Linked DNA regions of Mus musculus: region 1 is linked to region 2. The links are chromatin contacts, called in public promoter capture Hi-C maps. All regions are on one chromosome and are shown on one strand. Each heading gives the region's core, a stretch centred on a gene start, on an enhancer-like site or on the middle of the called end of the contact. The rest is flanking DNA. Distances are from core to core; before and after follow the strand shown. Region 1 overlaps Phf3 (PHD finger protein 3). Region 2 holds the start of Rab23 (RAB23, member RAS oncogene family).

Region 1 (3,453 bases), core at 346-2,845, 2.9 Mb before region 2:
TTTAATTTTGTGTATGTATGTGTGAGGGTATTTGTTCATGCAAGTGTGGGTGTCCTCAGAAGCAAGACCGGCTTCAGCTGCCTGGAGCTGGAGTTACAGGCACTTATAAGCTGGGAACTGTACTCAGGTGCTCCTATGAGCAAGCAAGTGTTCTTAGTTGCTAAGCTAGCTCTCTGCTCCCCACACAGCAGCTTTAATGTCTTTTTAACCTGAGGGAGTATCTGTAACTAGACAATCAATGACCTAGAAGAAAAACTTCTTTTACCTTCCCCGCAAATCTAAATCAAAATGAATGTTACCAATATTCACTCCAAGGAACACCCGCACCATTGGGGGAGCAGTCCCAGCCACACCATGTCCTGGAGAAACACTAAGAACCAAGACTCCTAAAGGAGAAAAATTGATGCCTAAGAACATGTTTGCCTCCATACTGCATTATTAACACAGTGCTCTCTAGATTTTAAAATTTTATTATAAACAGTAAGATTGTTTGCACTAATAGAATGGGAAATGACTTTTAAGATATACCACAGCAAGTTTTAATTCACAGCAAGGGCTTTAAAGAAATTATTACATTTAAGGATGAATTAAGCATTTTTATTTTACAAAGCAAGCTTAATGTTTTACAAATGAGACTGGTATTACAAACACAATGGCATCTTCCATTATGAAAAGATCTAAGCAGTAAGTCATATTAGTCCCTTCCATAAAGATGATATTTTAGTAATCCATAGCAAACACTGTATACCAGTGGATGTCTAAACCTCCAACAGTCTGTGGGGTAGAAGTAGAACTATCAGGAATTCAGTATCACTAGGCTATTTAGTAAATTTAAGGACATCCTGTACTATATGAGACCCTGACTAAAAAACAAGTGGAGAGTAACCAAGGAAGATACCTGACATGGACCTCTGGTCTATTCACGCACGCACGCACTCACGCACGCACTCACTCACGCACGCACACACTCACTCACGCACGCACGCACACCTGCACACTGACACTTCCACAAAGAAGGAAGCCTCAAGTAAGCAAGCAGTAATGTTGACACACATCTACAAGGTTAAACATTACAATAATTCACTTTCTCCCTAAGTCAGAACAAATGAAGATAAATGCTTATGATCCATGAAAGAGGTGAAAACCGGAACCTGCATAAAAGCCTTAGACAAGTGAAGCAGGGTCAACTCAGAAATTAGCCAAGTACTTCACTCACCTTGAATGACGCGGGAGTGGGAAGAGGCAGAGCACAAATAAGTGGCAGGCAAGCTTGAAGCTACCAGTGACTGCTCAAGACCACTCAGCCAATCTTGTAACTGGGTGCATGTCCCTCACAGAGACTACATTTCCCAACCTACCTTCCTACGGATGTGACAATTACTCTCTAGACTGTGAAGCCCAAGACCCACAATGTTAAATGGAGTTATTTCCACTCTCAGGTGAACCTGGCACTACTAAAACTGTGGTCAAATATTCTGAGTCCACATAACCCAGTAAGTCAGCTGGAACTTTGGAGGAACTCCACAACAGCAACAGACACAGGAAAGAACAAAGGCTGCAAGATGTTGTTTCTGGTGGAGTCAGTAGGAAAGTGGGGAATGTCTAACTTTTTGAAATGTAAAATCCAGGTCATCAACAAGGCTTTCCTTCTTTAGAAACAGAACCTGCCACTACAAAGAAATTGCAAACCCAACTAGGTACATGAAACCACAGAACAGAGAAAATGAGCAGGGACAAGACCCAGACAAGAATCCCCTGCAAGTTGCTGGAGTCCCCACACCACTCCATCTTTACTCAGGGCTCTACTCAGCGTCCTTCAAACCTAACAAAGGACTTAAAGATCTTTATCACTCATTGCTCTTCTTGACAGAAAAACGTTAATAATTATGGAGTCAATTAGACCAACATAAAAGCAAGTTCAGAAAAACACTTCATGAATTCTTCACATAAAAAAGCAAGTAAGGACAGAAATAGCTCAGCATATAAAAACATTTAACATGCAAGCATGACAGAGTTCCATGAACAGAAACCACCAAAAGGCTTTAGGAGAAAACGGACTACACCAAGTCACAACCACGTCCTGCACACCGTGGTACTCACACCCACGTCACACACACTCACAACCACAAGGATAACAAACAATTGTAAAATTTAAAACAAGAGCATCATAGACTAGGTGCTACTCTATTCAAAAATGCCCTTCGCCCACACTCACAGACACAAGTTCCACATTCTTTTGCTGTTTTTCACTGGAGAGAAGTTTTATTTGGAAAACGAGTTGTTTGTTTTTTAAATTGTGAAACCCATGCTGACCTCTAGGTTCCAGCAATCCTCCTGCCTCAGCCAGAGTACAAGCACCAAGTTCAGTGCCTATAAATTTTTTATCTTTATTATATTTACTTCATGTCTATGTGTGGCATGCAAGTAAAGGTCAAGGACCACTGATGGGAGTTGTTTCTCTCCTCTACCATGTGTGCTCCGTGATCTCAGGTAATCAGGCTTGCCAGTGATTACCCACGAGCCATCTCACTGGCCCTCACAATCCTAATATATTCCATGTTAACATGTATAAATACAAAATTACCAAACAAGTAACTTAGAATATTCTCTTTTAATTATGCTAGGAGCTCTGAATATGTTAAATATCAATGTTTAAAGCAGTATATGCAAGTATGATAAGATTATTTAAATTCTAAGTTGAGAATACAGAGTATAAAAATAAATTTGGGAGTTTGAGATAGCTCAGTGGTAAGGATCATCCAGTGCTCTTCCTGAGGCCCAAGTTCAACTCCTAGTTACAACAGGTGCCGAACAACCACTTACAACTCCAGGTCCAGGAAGATCTAACAGCTATGACTGCTGCAGGTAGCTGCAGGAACATGCAGATACCTATATGCACACATGTGTAAATGCACAAAAAAAAAGGGGGGGGGGGGATGAAACTAAAGCCAAGTACTGCGGTGCTAGTATCTGGAAGGCAGATGCAGGAGGGTTGTGGTCCCAGTAACCATACTTTCGACTAAAAGAGTAAAGCTGTCAAATATAATCATTGTATATATCACAATTTCAGTATGCTCTAATAGGCTCTTGTCCACACAGGGGACCCTCTTCTTTTCACATTTTATTATTGGAGTTGCCGTCTCATATAGATACACAACCACACCAGGAAGATGCTTCATCCTGATCTTCAGAGTGGTTACAAGAAATCAGCTTTATTAGAAAAAAGAGGGCCTGCAACAATTTAGCATTCAACAATGTCATCATTTTAGATACCCTCAGACTTGAAACAACTTCTTTGTAAATGACTTTATCCAGTTTGCGTCTTCTACTACCGCAACACATTTACACAAAGATTAAGTCGGTAACAAAGCATGAGAACTTGAGAGAGGGATGGACAACAAAGCACGGTATGAACACAGAAGCTTCAGCTGAGAAATCTTCTAGGAAGACGCT
Region 2 (3,318 bases), core at 136-2,635:
CAAAACCTTTAAGTCAGAGAACTTAAAAAAAAAAAAAAAAGATTTATTTTATGTGTGAGAGTACACTGTCACTGTCTTCAGACACACCAGAAGAGAGTTTCAGATCCCATTACAGATGGTTGTGAGCCACCACGTGGTTGCTGGGAATTGAACTCAGGACTTCTGGAAGAAGAGTCAGTACTCTTAACCACTGAGCCATCTCTCCAGCTCCACTCAGAGAACTTTCAGTGTCAAGAGTTTTGAGCAACAACGGAAATGAACTGAACGCTTGGCATGATGACACAGCCTTGTAATTTCAGCACTGAAGAGATTGACACAGCAGGGTGGTGAGTTGAAATTCAGCCTTAGCTGCACTTGGCCAGTCTTGGATAAATAACCAGACTTTGCCTTGAAAAACAAAAACCAAACGCCAAGCCAAACAAAAACAAAAAAACAAACCCCAAACTAAAAAGGAAGGAGAAAACAATGGGTTTGGCATGCAGTGTGTGCTTTTGTGTACAGCACTTTGTTTTAACCTTAAGCTTCTGTCATTGTGTGTTGTTAATGCTTACAGCTGCAGAGGCTCCTTTTCATGGCTGTGTAGTGGTTCCATTACACAACGGAGAGGTATTAGTTCATTGACATCTTTTGGGTTATTTCCATTTGGAGAGTATTAGGACAGATGCAGCTATGGGTGTCCTGACATCTGTTTGCCTGTATATCATAAGGACAGTTCCTATCAGCTGTGTGACCAAGGAATGGGTGGATCACAGGGTGCACAAATGTAACAAACTCTCCTTCTCGTTCAAAGGAGTTGCTCCAGCACACAAATTCAGCTAATTCACATTCTTTTCAACACTTGGTATTTTATATCACCCTCCCCTGTTTTATTTTGATGCATACAGAAACAACCAACGTTTATGTATTTTGAGACATAGTTTATTGTAGTTCAGGCTGGCCTTGAAATCCTGATCTTCATGCCACACCATCTTTCCAAGTACTAGGATCACACACGTGTGTTTCCACGCCGCGTTTGAAGCGAGTTTGCTTTTTTGCAGGACCTTTTTAAATTTGTGGGTTAGTTTTCTGAGTTGTTAGCCATCACGGTCTTCTATTTTGTTCAGTCATACCCTGCAAACAAATTATTTGTCTTCATTCATCACTTTTTTTTTCACACTTCAGTGCTACCACGTGAGTCTCAGGTGGTGACAGACTTCTGAGGCCCCCGGATACCTGACCCTGTGTAGGGAAACAAGGCACACCTTCAGTAGGTTAGCACATCCTGCTCACCTTGGTCTCCTTGGGTACCAAGGCCTGATGCTGTGCAAACCCAGCCCGCGCCTTCCCTGCCAGCGCAGGGCGGGGCCGGTGCTGAGCATGCGCAGACCAGGTGGCGCATGCTCCTCAGCGCGGCGGGCGGGAGTCCGGCGCGCCCTCCATCCCCGGCGGCGTCGGCAAGGAGTAGCTCGGTGAACCCGGATACTAATAAAGTTCGCTAGAGACTCATAATCGTTCTGAAAGAGCGGAGCGGGTACGAGGCGTCCGCGGGGAGGAGCCGGGCTCGGTGCTGCGGGCTGTGCGTTCCGGGCTCGGTGTTGCGGACTGTGCGTTCCGGGCTCAGCGCTGCGGGTTGTGCGTTCCGGGCTGCGGGCTCCGCGCTGAGGGTTCCGGGCTGCGGGCAGAGGTGAGTGCGGCCTGCGCGGCCTCGGCTCGGGGCTGCGGTGCCGCCGGGATGTCGCTGTGGGCGCGGACGGCGGCTGCGGGCGGCGCTCTGCTCTCGCGTCCTCGTGGGGACCGCTCCGCGCCGACGACCCCGGCCGCGGCTCGCTCACCAACCGCCGTGGCTTCCCAGGAGCGGGAACCCGAGAGTGGGAGAACTTGATGCGGGTGCGGCGCGGCGCGGGACGCACAGGGCTGCGCGACTCCGCCTGGGACGATCCCAGTGCCTTCTGTAACGGGCGGGTTGCTGTAGGAAAAAACAAACCCGGCAAGCCTTTCTTTAGCAAGTTGACCCATCCTTTCCTTTGCCTACGCGAGAGTCTGCATTGGTTGCCAAGGGATTTGAAACCGAGAAGAGAGGACATTGATAATTACTGTCGGTTTTTAATTATATGTAGCATTGTGCTTTTCAAAGAACATACTTATTTTTTGCATTTTTTTTTTCTTAAAAGCATGTGTGATTTGGGATAGGCTCTCCCTGTGATGGCATGGCTGGCTTGGAACTTGTGTAGACAGGCTGGCCTCAAACTCAGAGCCTCTTCCCCCTGAAGGCTGGGATGCAGTGTTGTAACTAGTTTCTGAGAATCTTAACAGTAATTCCCGACGCTACGATCTGCTTTCACATCTTTGTTTAAATTTTATTTTTTAACTTCCATATGGTAAAAAAAAAAACCCAAATAACCATTTGGAGAGTTTTAGATTCATATATCTGGTCAGGATATGAAACCAGTCCTGCTACCTGTTAAAACCTCATGTTGTCTCTTTATATCTTACCTCTTATTCCTGATTCCTAGAAATCACTGTTTTCAGAATGCCATTTTAGTGTAACAGTTTGAGATGTTGATAACTGTCTTCCATGACTATATATAAACACCTTTGAGATTCAAGATGCGGCCCTGTTGGTTATTGGGGGGACAGGCTCTTCATATCTTTTTGAGACAAGATCTCAGGTGGTCCAGGCTAGCCTCAGACTTGCTCCAGTAGCAAGGATAATCATGACCTTAGGATTCTTCTGCCTCTACCTCCCTAGTGCTGGGATGACAGACATGTGCCGTCATGCCAGGTGTGTGTGTGTGTGTGTGTGTGTGTGCGCCGCGGGCTGCTAGGCATGGCGTCCGGGGCCTTGTGGAGCTAGACAAACAGTGTACCAATTAAGCCACATTATCTGTTCCACAGTTTCCTGTGTGGATAGCCCTTTTCTCCTTCTACTCCCTGTTTAATTAGGTAGATGTGCTAAACATAGCCAATTATATTATCCGCCCACTGAAGGGCATTTGGGGAGTTTTCAGTTTTATATGATTATGAATTGAGTTGTTATAGGTCTGGGGAGATGGCTTATTTTGTTGTTGATACTATTGAGGGTTTTTTGTTTTGTTTTGTTTTTGAACGTTAATTGTAGGGTGAAGAATTGTTTAGATTGAGAAGAGGAAGTCGACTTCCCAAAACTGAGCCAGTGTGAAACACAAGCTGGATGAACACGGTCAGATCTTGGTAAGGAGTGTAGGTTTGTATTGTTATTGTTTTTCTGTTTTTTTCTGAGATGGCATTTCACTGTGTAGCCCACACTGGTCTGGAGCTCCCAGGTGCTCTCTGGCCTCAGTCCGTCATGTGAGACCCTGA

What was found. Promoter capture Hi-C pulls out the DNA fragments that hold promoters and counts their contacts.
Region 1: a promoter capture Hi-C map of pre-B cells shows a contact between it and region 2, with 9 times the contacts expected there. The contact joins the enhancer-like site here to the promoter of Rab23 in region 2. A contact is called at or near these places in 5 of 39 promoter capture datasets (cranial neural crest, liver, pre-B cells and 2 more) and 1 of 115 datasets of contacts at active chromatin or transcription factors (large pre-B cells).

The regions. Positions count from the first base shown.
Region 1 is chr1:30,846,281-30,849,733 of GRCm38.p6, forward strand. All of the region lies in intron 1 of Phf3 (PHD finger protein 3), which reads right to left. Among named protein-coding and RNA genes, the nearest start is that of Phf3, 15 kb to the right of the region's middle. Within about 2 kb of position 1,596, at least 12 of the 459 cell types and tissues checked have an H3K27ac peak or open chromatin away from gene starts, as enhancers often do.
Region 2 is chr1:33,718,511-33,721,828 of GRCm38.p6, forward strand. It overlaps Rab23 (RAB23, member RAS oncogene family), which reads left to right and starts at 1,386. Exons shown (of 8, transcript NM_008999.4): 1 at 1,386-1,663; 2 at 3,098-3,189. It overlaps Gm32229 (predicted gene, 32229), which reads right to left and starts at 1,336. Exons shown (of 4, transcript NR_157041.1): 1 at 1,270-1,336.